2 separate regions of the Mus musculus genome follow, and region 2 is linked to region 1. Evidence: chromatin contacts called from public Micro-C data. All regions are on one chromosome and are shown on one strand. The core of a region is the stretch at or near the end of the contact, and the rest is flanking DNA. Distances in the headings are between cores, read along the strand shown. Region 1 holds the start of Pip4k2a (phosphatidylinositol-5-phosphate 4-kinase, type II, alpha). Region 2 overlaps Msrb2 (methionine sulfoxide reductase B2).

Region 1 (3,839 bases), core at 349-2,848:
ATGAAACAACTTGTAGGCTGTGTAGGGTGCTGAATTTGGTTGTAGATTCTTGTGAAAGGATGCCTGTGGGCAAGCTATGAAAATTGGTTTAGATAGACTCTTTTCTGAGGTCAGGCGACAGTTTATGAGTTATCAGTAAGATAAAGACTGTACAGCCCCACAGCCCCTCCACCGCCCCCAGACAGGGTTTCATGGATACCTGGCTTGGCTTGAACATACCTACCTACCTGAGGATTATATTGAATTTCTGATCCTCTAGCCTTGCCTCCTGAGGGCCAGGATTACAGGTCTGCAACATTGTGTACTTTTATCTACTGCTGGTTTTGAGTGTAACAAACAATCTATAGCATAGTCCCTAAAGTGACCTTTGTGTCAGGCTATACCTAGTCACACAAATAACATCAGTCTCTGGTTAAATGATTTGGTCAACTAGTGGAACTGTGGGTCAAGTTTATGACTTCTCAGCATTAATTTAGGCTGGTTTTGTTATTATCTTCACCCCCTTTAGCCATTAACAATGGTGATGCTTGGTACCAGAAGAAGCAAGGAATCATTGCGGCGGCGGGGCGGGGGGGGGGGGGGATAGTATTAACAAGTTAGAATGACCAAGGGGATTTTGGGGGCAACCGTGCTGAAAGGTCAAATGAAGAAAAGGAAGGTCCGCACAGGATCTGCTCCCTTTTTGTTCCAGGCGTTACTCTTTGTCTTCTTGAAAGATCTAAGGACTGTAGACTTGCAACAACAAATGCCAGCGTAAGGACGACTAATTTCAGTGTGGGGTGGTAGTGGTGAAAGGCTAAACATTTTCAAATCAGAAGGTGCATGTCCAGAATAAGAGAAGGAAGGGGTGGCCTGCAAAATGATGGGTTCCAAGCAAACGGTCCAGACTGGGGCATGGCTGTCTTGACTAAAGCAGGGGTTTCAGTGAAGAATCCCAGAGTAGGTTGGGAATGACATTCTAGTATCCGATAGCATGGGAAGGCCCAACCAGGATACAAAAGGTTAGGAAGTTCAAGGCGGGGACTCCCTGGCAGACAGTTGACAAAGAGGAGCCAAGGTCCTTTCCCTAGATGCTGGGGAAGCCCGGGGCCCCGAAGAAGCGCTCTGGGTCCCACGAACTCGCCAGCCCTTGGCACGGGAAGCGGAGGTTCCCGGACATTCCTGGCTGCCCCATGCATCTGGGGGCTCCCTCCTCGGAGCTCCCTTGGCTCCGTATCCTTTCCTTGCTCCTCCCCAGGAGCGAGAAAGGCATGCTCACGCGAGTCTCCACACTCCGCAGCAGCCTCCCCAGACGGATCGCGGCCGCCAGGAGAGTGCTCGTCTTAGCACCGGTGGCGGAGCGCACAGAACAGCTTAACGGTCCGGCATCCGCATCCGCACCCGCCCCGCCCGTCGGCGCCGCTGCCCCGCCCGCCTCTGCGTCATGACGCTAGCGCCCAACGCGGAAGCCGCCCGCCGCCTGGACCAGCCGAGGGCTGTGCGCCGAGCCGCGACGGGCGGGAGCCGGCGGGGGCGCGAGGCGAGCGCAGCTGCAGCCTAAGCGGCCGAGCGCGCGGAGCGGGCGGAGCGAGCGCCCAGGACTGAGCGCGGGCGGAGCGGGGCTGGAGCAGGCGCGCAGCGGCGGCCGCCCCGGGGGATGCAGCTGCCTCCCCGGGCTGGCGTGTAGGGAGGGCGGGTCCCCGGCCTCGGCGGCGCGGCGGTGGAGGGGACCGAGACTGCGACCATGGCGACCCCTGGCAACCTGGGGTCCTCCGTCCTGGCGAGCAAGACCAAGACGAAGAAGAAGCACTTCGTGGCTCAGAAAGTGAAGCTGTTCCGGGCCAGCGACCCGCTGCTCAGCGTGCTCATGTGGGGGGTCAACCATTCGGTAAGGCTCCTCTGCGGCGCGCTCCTCTTGCTCCTCGGGCTCAGCCTCCCGGCTCTGCTCCTCCTGCTGCAGCGGTGGCAGGGCGGGGACCTCTAGCCGGCTAGCTCGGTCGGTCCCGGGCCCTCTGGCCACTCGCCTCTTGGGGTACCCCTAACCCCACGACAAGCGTCCATCTCCTGGGTTTCTCCGGCGGCGCTTGCGCTCCCTTTGGAACCCAGGGAGGGTGCAGGATGAGAAGCATTCTCTGTTCTGTGCTTCTGAGCCTCTCCGCGGCTGTCCTGTCCCGCATTCGTCCTCCCGCCGGTCGGTGCTCGCTGTCCGCGAAGTGGGAAGTTTGTGCGGGGACCGACTCTGTCTCAGCTATCAGTCCTGGCGGGGAACCGCTCAGGGCCCAGTCCGAGCGATCGCTCCACTTGTCTGGGACCGATGGGCCCTCCTGCCCTGAGCGGGTGGGCAGGTGAACCTGTCCCTGTCAGGAAGAGTCCGGAGCTTCTCGGAGATAGGACTGGAGTGAATCAGAAGATTTTGGGCGGCAGCTTGAGAGCTTAGCTTTCTTTTTTCCTTTAAAGGCAGTATTGTCAGACTCTAGGAGAATTTTTTTGGGGGGGTGGGGGGTGGGGGTGGGGAAGACGGGCAAAGGAAAAAAAAAAGCAACGTAAATATGGCCCTGGTGCTGAGCGTCTTCTCTTCATCCCTTCCCGCATCGCCCAGCTGCTGTGCCCTTTCCAGACCTCCTGGCGGGGAGTCTTCCTCCCTCCCCCTTGCTTCCTCCCCTCCTTGGGGAGCCAGGCAGAAGTCACAGACTTCTGCAGAAGGATGGCCTTGGTGGTGATAGTCGGAGGGGGTCCCGGCGGTCGCGAGTTCGAGGTGGTCTAGAGTTAATTACATCCATTTTGGAGGTTGTTTAAAAGACTGTCGGGGTGCGCGTTGGGGAGGGTTAGTCTAGCGCACAGCTAGGGATGTAAGGAGGTGCGCGGCTGCAGACTCTGCGGACTGCGGTGTGGGGGGCTGAAACAGCGTCCTGCTGATCTGACAGCGAGAAAACTCCTGCAGCTTTAATCTTCTTAGATGGGCTCAGGAAACGTGATAGGCGCTGTTGGCTGAGCCTTGAAAGTTTCAATGAGCTTGTGAATTTTGACCATGACCTTACCTACTGCAGTCAGCCAGCTTCAGAGAGAGAGCTTGAGCCTGCTGCTCTGCTTTTGTTTTCAGTGGATGCCCAGGTGTCCCTTTCAGCATAATGTAAGTGACAGAAAGCCAGCGTGGTTTTTGCACTCTTAAATTAACAGAGTTGTTTAAAATGGCTCAGTATCTTTTATTTATAGTTTTCCTCCCAAGCAGAGCTGGAGAAAGGTGAAGCAATATGAAGATGATTGTGTTTATCTGGAACGTTTTAAAGAGTTGAGAAATCTATTACTTTACTGCTGGGTCTACTGGGGTTCATTTTACTGACATCTTTAGCTGTTAGGAATGTCAACTGTTAAAACAGCAGACAACAATGCACCCCCCCCCCCCCGTTTTATTTCAGAAAGCAAAGTTACAGTTTTCCATTGCCATAAGTCTCTAATTTAGTTATGTTTGGTTTTGTAAAGTTCTTTTTGTTATTTACCTTACTATTAGCAACTTCCTAATTATTGCAACTGGGCACGCACGGTTAATGCAGGTTGGGCGTGGACCCATGTTTACGGCCCCTTTAAATCTCCTTTTGGAATTCTGGTGTTTTGGTTAGGAGTCTATGTTTAAGTAGTGGCAACAAAATGCTGCTGGGGGTGGGAGTGGTGGGAAGAGTGACTGAGAATGTCTGGAAAAAGTTGCCATTGGGCACTTCACTGTAACATTTGGGTTGCTACCTTGTGTTTATTTTTGAGTTGCTACATTTGTTTTCCAGTTACTCTACTTGGAAAATACCGACTGAAAGATGGTGGGAACACCGAGTGTTACTTACTGTTGCTTTTAAGAAGTTACTAATTCT
Region 2 (3,839 bases), core at 852-3,351, 400 kb before region 1:
CATGAAATGTCAAATAATGTATAATAGAGCTGCAAGAAGAAAATGGGGTAACTAAGTTTTCAACAACACAAAAAGAACTATTTAAATACTTTTTACTAACAAATAATTCAAGATTCCCAATTTGTAAAACATCTGATCCAGTGTGTCCAACTGTGGATTTTTTTTTTAATTTTTATTTATTAATTTTTTGGTCATTTTGATTTACAGTCATGTTCCTAAAGAGCAAATTAACAGACTGAGACAAAAAAAGTAAATATTGATCTCAATATTTTATTTTAATATTTGAAGTTTAGTGCTGTAACAAAGAAAAGAAGGAGAGCATTGTCGTAGTCGCTAAAATTCACTCAATTCACATGGATCCCAGCTGTGTGTTGTAAGGCTGAGTCAGTGGAGTTTTGGATAAGAAGCCACAAGTTTCATCCATTATATCATCATGGGTATGTGTGTCCCATGCTCGGCTACTTTGTCCTCCTCTTCAACACTGGGATCTCTCATCTCTCATCTGTTCCAGCCCATCTCTTTTCTCTTCCCCCTGAGCCCTCATCTGTGTACATCCATGAAGAAATGAATGGAGATGGGCAACTCAGGTTCCCTTCAGAGGCTTTAGGGACCCTCGTCAGTCCACGAACCTGTGGAAATCCTGCCTAGGTCCCACCCTGTGGTCTCACCCGAAGCCTTGGCAGCCAATTGAAATCCCATGGCCCAAGCGGAAGTCAGGTTGAGTTGCTTTCAGGTGACTAAGAAGCTGTGATTCCCCTGTGGCCAGTAACAACCTTCACCTAAGCCTTCAGTACATAAAGCAAGGCATCCATCCGAGTTACAGAACCAAGGCTCCACAAGGAAGGGCAAAACACAGGCCTCCTGCAAACAGTCAGGGCTTGCTGGGTTTGAACTTCAGGGCCACACTGTTGATGCAAAACCTTTGGCCAGTGGGCTTGGGTCCATCAGGAAACACATGGCCAAGGTGAGCTTCACACTGCAAGGGAGAGACAACATCTTTGTCACTCTCCAGGAAAACAGCCCCACATGGCCCACCACACCCCAGAGCCTAGCATCTGGGAAGCATGACCATTTGCATTAGAATTTGGTTCAAAAATGGACAACCGGATATACAGAGAGCTGTGGTAGTGAGCAGTCCTACTTCTCCAGGGAGCATGTGGGCAAATGATTACACCGAGGCCTTGACTTGCTAATCTGTCAAATGGTGACAATAATAAGGAGCCATCATGAAGATGAATGAACACAAGGAGGGGAAGGATTCATATAAACTGGGGGAGCACCCAACAACCACTTTTCTTTCCTTCAGACAAAACTTGGCCCTTTCCATTTGCCAACCTCTGCCAGTTTATACAACACGCCAGGAAATGTGAGTGCCAATGACATAAAAATGAGTTTCCTTGAGCTGGGAAGATTGGTGAAACAGATAAAAAGCAGTTGAGCCACAGTTCTGACCATCTGAGTTAATCCCCACAGTGCTGACCATCTGAGTTAATCCCCAGAAGCCATGGTAGAGGAGAAAACCTCCCTATGTGTACAGTGGTGCCTGTGCATGTGTGCACACTCGTGTATAATAATAATGATAATGATAATAGTAATAATAATAATGACAACAATAACTACAACAACAATAAAATACAAAACCAAGTTTTGTCTGGATCTGAGCTCCCCTCCCTAGGTTCCCAGAAGAAGTAAGATGCTAATGTCTCTGCCTTTTGGTGTCATATGGTCAAGCAGGAACGGGATGGGAGAGAGGGATCACTAAGTAGAGTGAATTTTAATGGCAAGGTATATCATGGAAGAACAAGAGAGGCACCAAGAGAAAAACAGCTCCTTTCCTTTCAGAGAAAATGAAGAAAAGAAAAACACATCACCTGCTTGCAGACCACCTCCATGCGAGGACATCCTAAGGAAGTGTCCAGTCGTCTCAGGATCCCTGTGTGACTTTCATCTGAGCCTTTTGAGCCGTAAGCCTCAGAAAATGAAGGCCAGCCGGTGCCAGAACAGTACTTCTTCTCAGAACTGCAGGAGTCAGTACAGACCCACAGCGTTAGAATTGGAAGACAGTGCAGACCCACAGCCATTACACATGGGTGTTGGCAGAATAGCAGTTTCTTAGGTCCCATCCCTTTGTTCTGAGCAAGACTCAGCCCCCACTCCTTCTGCCAGATTCCAAGCTGGGCTTCATGAATAGTCAGTTCCAGGGAATAATTCCTTCTGTCCCTTTGTGTTCAAGACATTATCTGGCCATAGTGAAATGAAGTATTGTTCTTTAAATGCTAATGGCTTCTTTCTCTGGGTCTGACCTAAAAGAACTAGAAAGACTAAGGCTATGTGAACTCATTTGCATATGAGGACCACAGATCAAATCCTCAAACGCTAAAGGCAGAAAAGGAAGAGATGGAAAAGGAAAAACAACAGCTTTTGGAGTGTGGTCTACATGGCAGAGGCGCATCCGCATAAGATCTGGTGAAGCAGCAGTTGGTAGCAGTGGAGATTTCTATTATGGGAACTCAGGCTGTCCTGGAGAATGAGAACCCCACAAGCCACTTAGAGATGCGAAGGTAGAGAAACCGCTCAGTCTCCTGGGGACACAGCACCTGTCTTGCAGAGATCCTTTGAGGAGTCAGGAAGCCTCCATGAAGCCAGGTGAGGTGAGGCAGGTGCTCACGAGCACTCATTATGGGTTACTGTCATTAGTCAATTAGCTTAGCACTCTGATTAATTACTGGAAAAAGCCTGATGCTTAGGATGGTCTCCCAGGGACAAAGGATGCTAATGGCTGGAGTGGGCCAAGTAGCTGAGGAGAGGAGGCAAGAGGACTACTGGAGATCTGCTCTCAGAATGCCTCACCCTCAGGAGCAGGTTGCAGCTTAGTGGCAGAGCCTGGCACATGCAAGGTCCTGGGTTTGATTTCCAGCATCATCCCAAAAGAAAGACTTAATAATCTTAGAACTCACATAGGAAAGTGTCTGTAAACAACAATGGAAAAATAAAGAAACTTTCAAACAGCATAGAGATGATTCTCTCTACCTAAGAAAGAAATGATTTGAAATTAAATTCTGCCTTAAACTAAGCCGACAAGACATGAGTGGTAAACTCAGCTGAACACACAGGACTCTTCTGTGCCCCCAAACTATTAAGGGTCCCCAAATGCTTTAGTATGGGTTTTAAATACTAATATTTAGCAAGATTAGAAATATGACTTGGAACTTTAGAATATGTAACTATTATAGTACTTTTTTTTTGAGTCAGTTTCATTGTGTAACCCAAGATGGCCTTGAGCTCATAATCTTGCTGCCCGGCTTGTTCAAGCGCTAGGACTATAAACTCATATCACCACGCTTGACTTTTATGGGTTTTAAAAAGTAGTAAATTCTTGGTGAGTAGTGGTTGTACACACCATTAATCCCAACACTCAGGAGGCAGAAAGAGGAGTATCTCTTTGAGTTCCAGGCTACCCTGGCCTTCAAAGTAATTCCCAGGATAGCCAAGGCTACACAGAGAAACCTTGTCTCAAAAACAAACAAACAAACAAACAAACAAAACAAAAGTAATAAATTATTTTTATGTTAACAGACATTTTGTGACTGTTATATTTTCTTAATTGAACCAGGTTTTATAAGAATTGCATTATTTCATAGTTTTCTTTTTTTTAACTTTTTATTGGTTATTTTATTTATTTACATTTCAAATGTTATCCCCCTTCCTGGTTTCCCCTCCACAAACCCCCATCCCACCCCCACCCCCCGCTTCTGTGAGGATGCTCCCCCCACCCACCCACTCCTACCTAACTGCCCTAGCATTCCCCTATGCTGGGGCATCAAGACTTCACAGGACCA

What was found. Hi-C and Micro-C count contacts between places; a contact is called where the count stands out from the background.
Region 2: a Micro-C map of embryonic stem cells shows a contact between it and region 1, with 2.7 times the contacts expected there. The contact joins the enhancer-like site here to the promoter of Pip4k2a in region 1. A contact is called at or near these places in 1 of 39 promoter capture datasets (the C10 cell line), 1 of 484 Hi-C or Micro-C datasets (embryonic stem cells) and 2 of 115 datasets of contacts at active chromatin or transcription factors (embryonic stem cells and memory CD8 T cells).

Annotation. Positions count from the first base shown.
Region 1 is chr2:18,995,880-18,999,718 of GRCm38.p6, reverse strand. Pip4k2a (phosphatidylinositol-5-phosphate 4-kinase, type II, alpha) reads left to right here and starts at 1,598. Exons shown (of 10, transcript NM_008845.4): 1 at 1,598-1,867. The coding sequence starts at 1,724. It overlaps 4930426L09Rik (RIKEN cDNA 4930426L09 gene), which reads right to left and starts at 1,400. Exons shown (of 1, transcript NR_024323.1): 1 at 1-1,400.
Region 2 is chr2:19,391,388-19,395,226 of GRCm38.p6, reverse strand. Msrb2 (methionine sulfoxide reductase B2) reads right to left here. Exons shown (of 5, transcript NM_029619.2): 4 at 1,872-2,019; 5 at 257-976. The coding sequence ends at 872. Among named protein-coding and RNA genes, the nearest start is that of Gm33940, 21 kb to the left of the region's middle. Within about 2 kb of position 2,101, at least 9 of the 459 cell types and tissues checked have an H3K27ac peak or open chromatin away from gene starts, as enhancers often do. A contact at or near this core is called in embryonic stem cells, where this site is marked.